Linked DNA regions of Mus musculus: region 1 is linked to region 2. Evidence: chromatin contacts called from public Hi-C data. All regions are on one chromosome and are shown on one strand. Each heading gives the region's core, a stretch centred on a gene start, on an enhancer-like site or on the middle of the called end of the contact. The rest is flanking DNA. Distances are from core to core; before and after follow the strand shown. Region 1 overlaps Acsl6 (acyl-CoA synthetase long-chain family member 6). Region 2 overlaps P4ha2 (procollagen-proline, 2-oxoglutarate 4-dioxygenase (proline 4-hydroxylase), alpha II polypeptide).

What was found. Hi-C and Micro-C count contacts between places; a contact is called where the count stands out from the background.
Region 1: a contact with region 2 is called in a Hi-C map of myocytes, with 2.0 times the contacts expected there. The contact joins two enhancer-like sites. A contact is called at or near these places in 7 of 484 Hi-C or Micro-C datasets (CD4 T cells, cerebellar granule neurons, cortical neurons and 4 more), 2 of 115 datasets of contacts at active chromatin or transcription factors (bone marrow-derived macrophages and cardiomyocytes) and 2 of 9 other capture datasets (liver and pancreatic islet).

What each region holds. Positions count from the first base shown.
Region 1 is chr11:54,332,065-54,338,498 of GRCm38.p6, forward strand. Acsl6 (acyl-CoA synthetase long-chain family member 6) reads left to right here. Exons shown (of 21, transcript NM_001033598.1): 10 at 2,988-3,061; 11 at 4,872-4,949; 12 at 6,348-6,434. Among named protein-coding and RNA genes, the nearest start is that of Gm12224, 10 kb to the right of the region's middle. Within about 2 kb of position 4,352, at least 26 of the 459 cell types and tissues checked have an H3K27ac peak or open chromatin away from gene starts, as enhancers often do. A contact at or near this core is called in myocytes, where this site is marked.
Region 2 is chr11:54,118,061-54,124,532 of GRCm38.p6, forward strand. P4ha2 (procollagen-proline, 2-oxoglutarate 4-dioxygenase (proline 4-hydroxylase), alpha II polypeptide) reads left to right here. Exons shown (of 16, transcript NM_001136076.2): 8 at 1,074-1,267; 9 at 2,010-2,186. Among named protein-coding and RNA genes, the nearest start is that of P4ha2, 20 kb to the left of the region's middle. Within about 2 kb of position 4,496, at least 62 of the 459 cell types and tissues checked have an H3K27ac peak or open chromatin away from gene starts, as enhancers often do. A contact at or near this core is called in myocytes, where this site is marked.

The DNA of each region.
Region 1 (6,434 bases), core at 3,102-5,601, 210 kb after region 2:
ATTTGGCAGGAACGTCCAAGAAAGAGTTTCTTCTACCCTGTGGGAGGAATGTCCTAGAATCAGTCAGTGCTTTGGAGCCCCTGGTCAGGCCAGAAGAAAGCAGACTCTGTCAGTTCTGGGTGGAGCCAGGCTGTACCCAGTTACTGAAAAACACCTGCTGGTGCTCGGGGAGGGGGGGGGGCACCTCTTGCTTATAGTAACCTTGGAGTCACGTGACCTCTCTTCAGCCTCCTTTTCGAAAGTTAAGTGAATGCACTGTGACTGATGCAAAGAGGGATAGCTTCCGAGTGGGGGCCAATCTTGTATCACTAAAATTTTGACTTGGGTGGCAGTGTCTCACTGTCTGTACCAGGCACAAAGACAACTAGAGGAAGATCTGCACTTTGGTTCTGCAAACCACATCATTCAGAAAACACAGGATGACTCTGTTCTCAATGTGAGCAATCAGAGACTTTCTACATCCAGTTTGAAAAGACTGCTTTGAGATGGTGGCTCATCCCGGATTGGAGCAGCATGTAGAACCTCCTGGAAGACTCACCTCACACTTCCTAAGGAGACCTTTGTTGTCAGCTCCCAGAATCTGCAATGAGCATCCATTTCTCCTTCAGCCTTTGGAATCACACATAAAGATAAGTTATGCAGATAATCTGAATATTTCTGGGAATATTGAAGAATCCTATAGTCGTTTATAAAGTGATATTGGAATCTGGAAGAAAACGTGTGATTCGGAAAGGTCTGAACTCTGCCATTATGCTGGAGAAGAACAGAACTGAAGAACTGCCAACAGGGTTAGTCTCCTGCCTCATTTAAGAAGGTTGTGGAGAATCTTCATCTGTAAAGACAACTTTCTCTCCTGATCCTCAGGCCTTCTTGCCCCAAGTTGATGTTGTTTATCCGCACGTTAGCCAGACCAACTCTGTGGCACAAGGATCTACTTTGTATCATTCCTCTTCTGTATCTGGTATCTGGATCCTTAGAAACTTCCAGAACCTGAAGGTGAAAATTGCCAGGTGATTCTCAGAATACCTTAAGGACTCCAGGGCTTCCTAGGATTCATATCTTGAGGGTCAACTAGGAGAGAGAACATGGGTTCGGGCCTGAAGGAGCGCTGGGATAAAAAGCCAAGCACAGGTGAGGCAGATCCTATGAGTCTTTCTCTTTTCCAAAGGAAGACATTTTGACAACTACCTATTAGGGGAAAAAATAGTCACTTTTTAAGAAGCACATCCTTCTATGTCCCCCTGAGCCACCTCTAGTTGACATTACCGGAGAAATCACCAATTCACAGGCTGAGATCTCATCCATCACAAATCTTAAGCAGAGGGACACCTCTGTCACTTGAATTAGAAGACGAGGCTGTGACTGATGCCAAATGGATCACCTGCAAGATGAGCAAACAGGCCTCAGGGGATATAATTATGAGAAAGAATTTATTTTTATCCTCGTTACTGAATTCCATGTGATCATGGAGGGACGTTCTCGCTTTCTGCCCCTGGATAAATGTCATCATGGTTACTATCGGGCAATAAAGTGTCCCATGGTCATGATCACAGAGGCTGAATTCAGAGATGTCTAGTCAAACGAGGAACCAGTAGGCTTCTCCAAGGCCTCCCTGCCCCTGTGGGCTTGGTATGGAGCAAGGACACAATCCCCCATCCTTCTCCCCTCTCTGCTTCTTCTCCTGCTCCCTAGCCTTGTTAGTGGGTGCTCTGCCCTCTCCTACCAAGTTTGACAGGGGGATCAAGAACAAGGAAGTGGGTTGTGGAAGTTGGAGGATGGTCGATTGAGTATGTCTAAAGCTCACACTTTCTTTCACTGATGGATGCTTTTCTGAGTTCTGATGTAGGGATCAGTGCTTCTGAACCCTCTGCCACCATAGCTCCTAACTCTGTGCACACTTGACTCCCTCCTCCAGGTTTATAGGGAGAGAGTGTGGATCAGTTGCCTTTCTCATTGATATGACAAAAGCAGCTTAAAGGAGGAAGGGAGGGAGGGAGAGAGGGGGAGGGAGGGAGGGAGGGAGGGAGGGAGGGAGGGAGGGAGGGAGGGAGGAAGGAAGGTAGGTAGGTTGGTTCCATTTCCACTCATAATTTAAAAAGGATGGAGCCAGTCATGATGGGAAACCTGGCAGCAGGAGCCGAGGCAGATGTCATACTACATCCACAGTCAGGAAGTAGAGAGGGGTGGATGCTGGTGCTCAGCTCACTGTCTCCGTTTTATTCACTCTGGGATCCCAGCCTATGGGTTAGCTCTGCCTTTCACTCAAGGTGGGTCTTCCCATCTCAGCCAGATCTCCCTGAAAATGCCTCATAGAGCAGTCCTGAGGGTTGTCTTCCTAGGAGATCCTGTCTAAGTTAACCATTACAGGGAGGCAGGCTCCATTTCTCCTGGCAGACCAGCCTGGTAAACAGATTCCTCTTAAAGCAGCATCCATTCCAACCTTCTCAGCCTGACCCTGATTGTAGGGTGCTCCTACCTTTGGGTCTATTACTAGCTTGTGATCACTGGTCTCTTCTCTCTTCTCATGGGGTTCCCTGAAGCCTATTAACATCTATGTGAGCTTAGGTTTCAGATTAGGATTGAGAGAGGACTTGAAGACTCAGTGTAACCCTCTCCAAAGAAATTCTCCTCACAAATTTTGCTTCTCTCTCCCCTCTCCCTTTTTTAAAAGGCAAAATTCACATAGCACATAAGATTAACACCCTCTTTTAAAAACAGAGTCTCAGCCTATAGTCCAAGCTGGCCTTAAACTCAAAGAAATTCTCCTGCCTCAGCTTTCATAGAACCAAGACTACAGTTGCAAGCTACCACATCTAGTTTCAATTAACCATTTACAACTTGTTAAATCTTTTTAACACTTATTTGTTTTGTGTAGGGTTTTGGTAGCCCCCACCATGTCATGGTGTGCCATGCTATGGTTCATATGTCAAGGTCGAAGGATAACTGTCAGGCTCCTAATGAAACCCTTTCTTGCCTTCTGTTTTCAGGGAACCCCAAAGGTGCAATGCTCACCCACGGGAACGTGGTGGCCGATTTCTCGGGCTTTCTGAAAGTGACAGAGGTGAATAAAGCCAACTTCCTACACAGGCCTTTCTTCAGGACACACCTCCAGTTATTCTAGCCAGGGTGTCAACTTTTCAATATTACCATATGACTCTCTAGTCTTCAAATGTCTGGGCTGTATTCACGGTCATCCTGAGATGAACACCATGCAAGGGTCACAGAACGGGCATGGTTAGAACTGTATTCTATCATCATTGTTTTAGGGCAGCCGCTTGCAGGCAAGAAGTTCTTGTTTTTGCTAGGGCTGCCCCGCTTTTACAACCACTTTTATCCTCTAATACTGGTTTGGTTTGGTTTGGTTTTTGGTTGGGGTCTTACTATGTATTTCAGGATGGCCTCGAATACCTGATGCCCCTGCCTCAGCCTCCCAGATGCTGGGATTACAAGCATGAGCCATCAGACTAGCTTTCAGCCCCAGTGAGGAAATGACCCATCCCCCAACATTCACTTGATATCAAAAACTCTAAAAGCCCAGGGCGGGGGTTGGGGAGCATGTAAGCCTAATTTCATTCTTCAGTTCAAAAAATGAGACCCCTCCCAGCTCCTGTGTGCACCTTTATCTCAGAAGTAAGCCTCCGTGACTTGTTTGTCAAGCAGGCTGGGGTTTAATTTGGCCGTTTTGTGTTTAAGGACTACTAGAGTCTGAGAAACAGCGGCAGCTGCTAATTGTAAGGCTGTACGTAAAGGTAACTGCAAAGTCCAAAAAGCTTGCTTTCTTGGTCTGACCAAAGCATGGTAGTATTTATAATCAGTTAAGGAAGGAGGAGGGCCTGTCCCAAGCGGGGTGAGTATGTGCTATAGCTTCCTTCGGGAGAAGGAATGCCAGGCCCTTCCTCCACTGTGGAAAGGGTCTGAGTGTGTGCTACATGGTACCGTGGGGCATTATCCTTCAAACGCTGAGATGCTTTGGTGGGAAACGGAGGCATGATTGCTGGTTGAGATCAGGTTCAGAGTCATGATCCAAGATCCCGAAGTCTGTCCAAGCCGGCTCAAAAGCAAAAGGAGAGTGAAGACTTGTAGGACAAGACAGAACAGTTAGATCCCACTAAGGAAGTCCCCACCCTTTGTTGGCCGGAACAGCCTGTGTCTCTGGGACCAGTCCCATCTGGGAGACAGCTGTGGGATAGTGCCCAGCTTGTGTATTCTCCTTTAAGAACAGCCTGATTCCCAAGCGGTGGCTTGGGAGGCTACGTCTGGCCACCTGTTTGTGGCTTGGCCTCTTTTCCTCTGCCACCCGCCCACAACTCAGCCCAGCTGGCATAAATGATATGTAGGACTCTCTGAGCCATTTTCTCCACGAGGCCTAGAATGTGCCATCAAGCCGACTGAGACTGTGTGACACTGCTCAGGTAGCCAGGGCAGCAGATGTTACTTACAGAAAGGGCAGGGAGAGGAGAGAACCCGGGCTGGCGCCCACACCAACAGACAGAGACGACAAGTGAGGTGCAGGCCCGTCCTGAGAGGAGACTTCCCTGCGGAGCCTGGCTCTGCTGGTTTAAATGTGCTTCCTGTGGCTCTTTGCTTCTGCAGATAACCTACACCCACTGGCGCTGCGACCTAACACTTGGCTTCCCATGCTGCCTCTCTCTCTCCCTCTCTCTCCCTCCCTCCCTCCCTCCTCCACCTCTCCTCCCCACCTCCTCCTCTCTCTCATCATTTTCCCCTCTCTTCTCACCTCTCTCTGTCCTCCCCCCTTTCCCCTCCCCCTTCCCCAGGCCATTTTTTTTCTCTTTATTGTTTGATGACTCTCTCGTTGTCTTCCTGTCAGTGTTTCTTTCCTTTCTGTCTCCCATGCCCGTCACCTGCAGAAAGTGATCTTTCCGAGACAGGACGATGTGCTCATCTCCTTCCTGCCTCTGGCTCACATGTTTGAGAGAGTGATCCAGGTAAGCCTCCGACCTGGCTGACGGGGACTCGCCTGGGCTCCCTGTGTTCTCTTGCAGAGTCAGTGGGCCCCGACCTGTGCGGACGTCCACTTTTCCTACTTGCCTTTAGCACACATGTTTGAGCGCATGGTGCAGGTAAGGCCCCCCGGCATCAGGGAGGCTACCCTCCGTGCCCAGAACCTACACTTAACGGCAGGGTCTCACCGGCCGCCGGTTGTGTGAAGTAGGACCAAAATGACTGTATTCTTAGAAGGTAGCACGAGGGGAGCCAGAGAGATCTGAGGACCTTGGCCACCCCACCTGTCCTCCCTAGGCGAGATGCTTCAGGAAACACCCAGACTCACCTCGCCTTTCTCACAGTCACACCTCAGCTGGGAGAGGACCTGGGTTAGTGGCATTGGTTCCAAGAGCATGACAGACCTTCAAAAGTGCTTTGTTACCCCGGCTGTGTGTGGGACTGCTCTGATAGCCAGCATGCTCCTGTTCCATGACTTACAAACTTCTTAAGGCCAGAATGAAGCAGTAAAGCTGCGGCATCCATCTGTCATGGCTCTCAGTCTACAGATCTGGACTATGCACTGGTCCTCAGACAGTTCTTGGTGGGGTGGGGGGAGAGAGCAAAGCAGGGAATCCATATAGGACGGTGGAGTCGAAGAATTTCCCACACATGTGTCATTGAAAGGATCAGCCAGTGAATAAAAGATATCTTTCAAGTATATCAAGTATATCTCTACTCTGTCTGGTGGGGAGAGCTGGCGTCATTGGGCCTGGATTAGAATGCAAGCCATTATCGTCAACTAGTTTTACGCAGCTGGGCAAGCCACTTTACCTTTCTGAGCCTTGTGTTCTTCCCCCACCAATGATCATAGCTGGAACACTGCCTTCCTTAAAGAGCTGCCCTGGGCATTAAAGAACAGAGCACATGATAAGGCTCCTCCTGTGCTTCTGGCCCCATAGGAACCAGCCAGGAGCCCCTGGTCTCCCATCACCTCTAGTAACCAAGGAAGATAGCACTTCATGCCACAGTTGCAGAGATGTCTCTGGGAAATCCATTATGGAGTGTAGATAATAGAACATTTTAAGGACCCAAGTTTCCAGGGTGGGATGGGGTAGTTCATGTCTAGGGTTGAGAGTGGGTGTGAAGGAGCAGGCATCCACAAGAATGGCTACTCCAGTGTCATTCCACTTGACCTTCCCCTTAGGCCTGGCTGGAACTTGGTACAAAGGTTGTGGGTCAGTGGGCAGGTCACTCACCTGCCACTCAGTGTCTTATGGCAGCAGTCAGAGCTGGGTTGGGATTCTGGGTGTTCTCCATGGAGGGCAAAACTTTGGATAGCTCTGGCCTGCAGCCAGGAGTTCCCACCCTAAGCGATCCCACCTTCTTATCTTCTCCCCCAGTCTGTTGTCTACTGCCACGGAGGGCGCGTGGGCTTCTTCCAGGGAGACATCCGCCTCCTCTCAGATGACATGAAGGCTCTCCGCCCT
Region 2 (6,472 bases), core at 3,246-5,745:
TGACAGCAGTCCCAGCTCTCGGTGACCTGAGGTCTAAAGTAGGACTTAGCATGCCATGTGTACTTTGTATGTCAGGTGATGAGGGACAGAACAAGGCCCAAAGCACTGAGTCTTTAAAGCTTGCTAGTTGCACCTCTTACTAATACCTGGGAATGTTTTTGTCTTGGGTTTCACGGAGCAGCGAGGGCTTGGCTTTGTCACTGTTTTCCAGGGGCCCAAGTGTGGGGTCAGCTCACATGTGAGCATCCTGCAAGACCAACAAGGGGAGAGGGCTTTATAGATCCTATCAAGTGAGTTAGTAAGAGGTCAGGACATCCTGGTTCTTCTCCTGTGTGGTCTCACCTTACGTCACTGAACATCTCTGGGACTCACTCAGACTTGTCTAGAGAGCGACACAGAAATCCTGCTGTGGTGGTTGCTTCAGATATTGTGATGTCCACCAGAGCTGTGACTCTTCTATTTTTAAATAAAGAGTTATGATGATATTTAATTAACTAATTGTGCGTGTGGGTCAGTATGCAAGTGCCACAGTGGAACTCTAGGGACTTGGTTCTTTCATTTCACAGTGTGTGGGTCCTGGGGATCAAACTCAGGTTGTCAGGCTTGGCAGCAAGCACCTTTCCCTGCCAAGCTATCTGGCCTGCCTTGCAGCCCTTCTCTTTCACCAGTATCTCAGCTTGTCCCCTAACTGTAGCCAGTGTGTGGTATGGTTGCTAGACCAGGCTACGTCTGAGGGGCATGACTTTAAATTGCTACAGCTAATTACAGGGAGGAGGCAGAATTCAGAACTTGAGGGGCCTCCAGGAGACCTGAGACGGAATTCTCCCCTCCCCCTGTCCCCAGTTACTAGGTAAACATGCTCTGCTTCGATGACATGTTTCCCTCATCATTGGACAAGATGAAGGAGCTGTTGGCTCTTTGGTCCTGAGTGGCGTGCCCCGGTTAGGTGCTGCAGCCAGCAAAGCATAGGGTACCCATGGGCTGCTGGGCAAGAAGCAGCTCGCAGACCAGTTTCTGTAGATGATCTCACAGATGTCTGCTGTTTCCTTGTTCCCACCTTTCACCTTTCCCAGACCCAAGCCACGAACGAGCTGGAGGGAATCTGCGGTACTTTGAACGGTTGTTAGAGGAAGAAAGAGGGAAATCACTGTCAAATCAGACAGACGCCGGACTGGCCACCCAGGAAAACTTGTACGAGAGGCCCACGGACTACCTGCCTGAGAGGGATGTGTACGAGAGCCTGTGTCGAGGGGAGGGCGTGAAACTGGTGAGACCTGGGAAGGGGCTGGTGGTCAGGCTGGAGATCTGAGCGCTGGCTCTGGGCAGGCACCATGGAAAGTTCCACTGCCTATTTGTATTTTTCTCCACATCTGCTGAGGCTGGTAGGTGGGCATTCCCTGATGCACAGGGCAGGAGATTGTCTCCTTGGTGCTACAGGGAGAAGTACCAAGTACCATCCTGTAGGGCATTATTGTGTGTCCCACTCACCCCAGTGTGCCTAGCTATCATTTGACTCATTGGTTTGAAGAAAACGATGGGTGTAGATGAACCTCAGGTCCCCAAGGTAGTCGTCGTGTAAATGACATGTAAGATGCAGTGGTAAACAAAGACAGTACTTGCTGGGGTTTGTTTTGAGAGCCACAGGGTCCCAGTGACCTTCACAGCTCCGCATGAGGGAGGCTCTCACCTTTCCTGGACCCCTGACTGGCTCTCAATAGTTTCTGTGTGGAACGGCGTCCCCCCATCAATAGTCCTTCAGACTTATTCTAATCTCCATGGAAAGGGTCGTGGAGTGCTCTCTGCCACAGGGGCTGTGGAAATGAGTGATCTTCTGAGAGAAGGGGGAGCTGTGTGATTGGGGTGAGGTCACTTCCTACTGAGGTTTTCTTCTGTGGTGAAGCTGAAAACAGTCTTGGTCATAGAGGGTGAGACCAGTGCATGCAGACAGCCGGTCTGGGACCGAGAGTAAGGACTCACTCTGCTCAGGCCCTGTGCTCTGTGCTCCGCAGACACCCCGGAGGCAGAAGAAGCTTTTCTGTAGGTACCATCATGGAAACAGAGTGCCACAGCTCCTCATCGCCCCCTTCAAAGAGGAAGACGAGTGGGACAGCCCACACATCGTCAGGTACTATGATGTGATGTCCGACGAAGAAATCGAGAGGATCAAGGAGATTGCTAAGCCCAAAGTAGGTGTCTCTGAGGGTCCTGCTGGGGCACTGAATAGGGTGGGGTGCAGTCCCTCCTGCTACCTCTATGGAGAAGTTTGTCTGTTCCCCACTCTCACCAATAGCTAGCATGAGTTCTTTGACATGCTGCAGACTTAGGCTGACCTTGAAGGTTCGTGGCCTACTAGGGAAGGAAAAGTTGGGATGCAGGAGGGGCAGACATAAGCTATGACAGCAGGTCATGCTGGGAGCAGGGCATCTCAGTAACAAGTACCAATTCACCTGGTTGAAGGGCTGGCATATGGGTTGTTTTTGGGGAAATGCATAGTTCCAGAAAAGTGGGACCTCAGAGCTGCAGTGAGGGGGAGGGCTGCGGTGAGGGGGAGGGCTGCGGTGAGGGGGAGGGCTGCAGTGAGGGGTGATGGGGGAGGACTGCAGTGATGGGGGAGGACTGCAGTGAGGGGGAGGGCTGCAGTGAGGGGGAGGCTGCAGTGAGGGGGGAGGGCTGCAGTGAGGGGTGATGGGGAGGACTGCAGTGAGGGAGAGGATTGCAGTGAGCAGTGACAGCTGCAGTGAACTGTCTGACTTGGAGGAGGATATACATCCATACAATCTGGATATCCCTCATCTTCTCCATTTATTCATATGTTTACTTTTTCAGTTCAAACACACTTTATACATTTTTTACTAAGCTTAGTAGTCCTTGGTTTGTTTTTGTGAATTTTCTTCTCGGGAGTATTTTAACTGGTTACATTGTTATATTAGTTTACTATTATATGCTAAATTATTTACATCTATCTATCTATCTATCTATCTATCTATCTATCTATCTATCTATCTATCTATCTAATGTATATGAGTACACTTTCAGACACACCAGAAGAGGGAATCAGATCCCGTTACAGAAGGTTGTGAGCCACCATGTGGTTGCTGGGAATTGAACTCAGGACCTCTGGAAGAGCAGTCAGTGCTCTTAACTGCTGAGCCATCTCTCCAGCCCCTGCATATTTCTTTTTTTTAACATAGGGTCTTATGTAATTCAGGCTGGCTTCAATCTATCAATCTATCTATCTACCTATCTATCTATCTATCTATCTATCTATCTATCTATCTTTCTATCTGAATATGTGGATAACCTTGAACTTCTGACCCTTCTGCCTCCACTTCCCAAGGGCTAGAATTACAGAATTACAGAAGTATAATATTATAGCATTTTCTACAATGCAGGCAATCAAACCCAGGGCCTCATGTGTTAAGCAAGCACTCCTTCAGCCGCTCCATGCTCCTAGCCTGCTATGCCTAACTATTTGTTTTGAAATGTACCTCATGGTGATAATTAGAGTTTATTTTCCCTTGAGAAAATGGAGAAAACTGGCCTGTGTGGACCAGAGGTGGTAGAAGTTAGTCCTTTTTTGGGCCGACTTTCTTGGGTTATCTCAGTAGGATTGTCCTTTGCAAGCAAGAAGATATTTTGCCTTCCTAATACAACTCCTTCGCCTTGACTGTCTTATTGAGCTGCCTGGAACTTCTACAACATTTTTGCAGCAGACATCCTTGTCTTGTTTCTGAGTATCATGGAAATCCAACTGGTATTTCTGCTTTGTATGCTTATTGACTGTTGGTTTTGTATATATGTCAGGTTGATACAATTATTCTTGGATGCCTAGCCCATAGATGACTTGATCCCATTTAATCTCTTCTGAAGAGAACTGTGGGCTGCCATTTCCCCCATGTTCTCCCATCACAGGTCATGGGGAGGGAGGAGTTAGCTGGCTCCTCTGGTCTTTGTGTGTAGTAGAATTGTAGTGACTGAGATGGCCAGGACTTCTGCTCATGAGCAGACCTCAGAGGTTCCTGTATTAGCCTCCAGAACCTTAGCACAGCCTTGGTTTGAAGACCTAGCACATCTGGAGACAGGGTCTTGCTCATGTCACAGATGTCACCGAGAGTCAGTCTAGTCAACGTGTATAGACAACTGTAACCGGGACTCATCTCACTTCCTGGGTCAGTTACAAAGTCCTCGAGAAAAGAAAACTATTTTCTGGGTTTCTAACCGAGAGAGGCACTGTCAAGCCGAAATCTCCAGAGATTCCTTACCTGCCTTAGTCTCAGACATTGAACATTTCTCTGTGTGCATGTGCATACATGAGAAGCATGAATCAGGAAGGTGGCTGGCGTTGGGACAATTGTGTTTTGAACAGGAGCCGTGTGACAAGCATACACATTGGCCGTCATTCACTGACCTCTTCTTTCCGGAGGCTAGGACAGACAGATGCTATTCTGGCTTTGAAGTGGGGCCAATGAGCTTAGCTTGGCTTGTGGAGAATGCCTGGCAGCTGTCTGTGAGTCCCCAGTCTGCTTTCAAAATAGCCCCGTCTGTCCCCAGGGCAGAACACAGCTGCCCAAAGTCTTTTTTCGGGCACCAGGCCAATGCTGAGGCTCCAATGTTTGCACTGTCTAGTGGCGATGGATGTCACCAGGCAGGGATGACTATCCATTAGGCTCAGAGAAGGACCATAGCCTGGGGAACCCGTCTTCGCTGGGTATGCTGGCTGCCATCTTCACATTAGAATGTTATGACGCAAAGTGACCAGATGGGCCAATTTACTTCCTTACCACATTTCCGTTATGGCTCTCTTCTCCATCTCTCTTGTCACCTCCTGTTCCAGGCCACTGCCATCTCTTGCCCTGATCCTTGTTCAAGCATTCTGTTAGTTTTTTCCCCCATTCTGGTCTCTTCTGTGTCACCTTTCCATAAGGTGGCACAATAGTCCTTATATTGTAGCCGTCCCATCCCTCCCTTACATAAGGCTGTCCCTATTTCAGGTTGACCATAAGATGGCAGCAGACCTCATCTCTTCTTCCCCCCAGCCTGTCCTCATCTCACTACATCCTGGAGCCTCAGCCTGTGTAGCCAGTGCCCTTTCATCCCGGGCCTTCCCCGCTGCTGTAATGTACAGGACTCCAGGTGCCTGGTACCCTAACCTGTACCAGTAGAGGGGCACGGTCCTAAGGAGGAAGGACCAGGGGGTTCAGAGATAAAGAAGATAGAACAGGTGGGCTCAGGAGGTCTCGAATAAGATATGTCTTTTGTCACACAGCTTTTAAAGAAGTTTGGCACCGTATATACTGTTTTCAGGGTATAAGTGAGACAGTGCCACTGAAAAGCTATCCTACAGTATGACAAAGTCAGCAGGAAGCTAATCAGGCAGTGTTGCACAAGGGGAATACAGGGCATCAGAGAGGAGCACACAAATTTGGGACTGACAACTATAGGCCCCTAGGGTGGGAAGGGTTTGGTTTTAGGATCCAAAGCTTCAGCTCCCCAAGGCCAGGGTCCCAGGCCATTACTAAGCCCACCAAGACTCAGACATTCCTTCCACACATGAGAGCCTCAGAGAATAATGACTTGGATCAGCCTGGCTCTCCACCGTACCCATCCACTGCAATCCTTTGGCTGCTCTCCCACGGGACATTACAGCTCACCCGTGAGCTTTTAGTAGTATGCTACAATTACCTGACCGGTTTTCTACTGTCTCCACTTGACCAAGTTATATGATGGCAGACGTCATGTCTCGGTCACCCAGCTTAGCACCTGGCACACAGTAGGTACCAATCAAATAGTTATTAAAAGCAAGAGTCAGCAATATTCTGTTTGGCTCATCTGTACTTCTGTCTGGACATGTCTTCCTTACCAGGCCCACATCATCTGAGCCCACTAGGACAGTCCACACCACAGATAAGGTATCTGTATCCTGCTGTAGACACGTCTATCCCTGCTGGCAGTACTTGCTAAGCCTTTATACGGAGACTGGGAACTAGGGTAAAGGGTGTGTGTATGTGTGTTTGTGTGTACGTGTGCACATGTGTGTATGTATGGTTTGCCCATAATGGGTGGCTTCTGCACCCACATACTTCAGATTCCTGCTGTTTACTTTGTTGACTCTAGGAGGGCCCCAAGAGACTGGAAACTGTCTCCTTGCTGAGTAGTGGGAGCCCAGCAAGGCAGGAGGCACAGCAGACAGTATTTGGATAGCTTCTTGGCAGAAGGGTGGGAAAACTTGACCAAGTCAAGAGAAGCCTCAGGTTGAGTCTGAGTGTTGTGGAATCATCAAAGCCCAGACTATTGTGTGGGCCTGTCAAGGAAGGCCTTGTTCAGGGAATATAAATGCATGAACCAAGCAGAGTTCATAAGCACAACAGTGCCGGCAGCATAGACCTGATAGGTGGTGGGGGTGGGGGTGGGGGTGGGGGTAGTGAGCAAGGAGGGTGTGCCAGGCCTCTGAGCACAGAGGAAAGTGGAGACT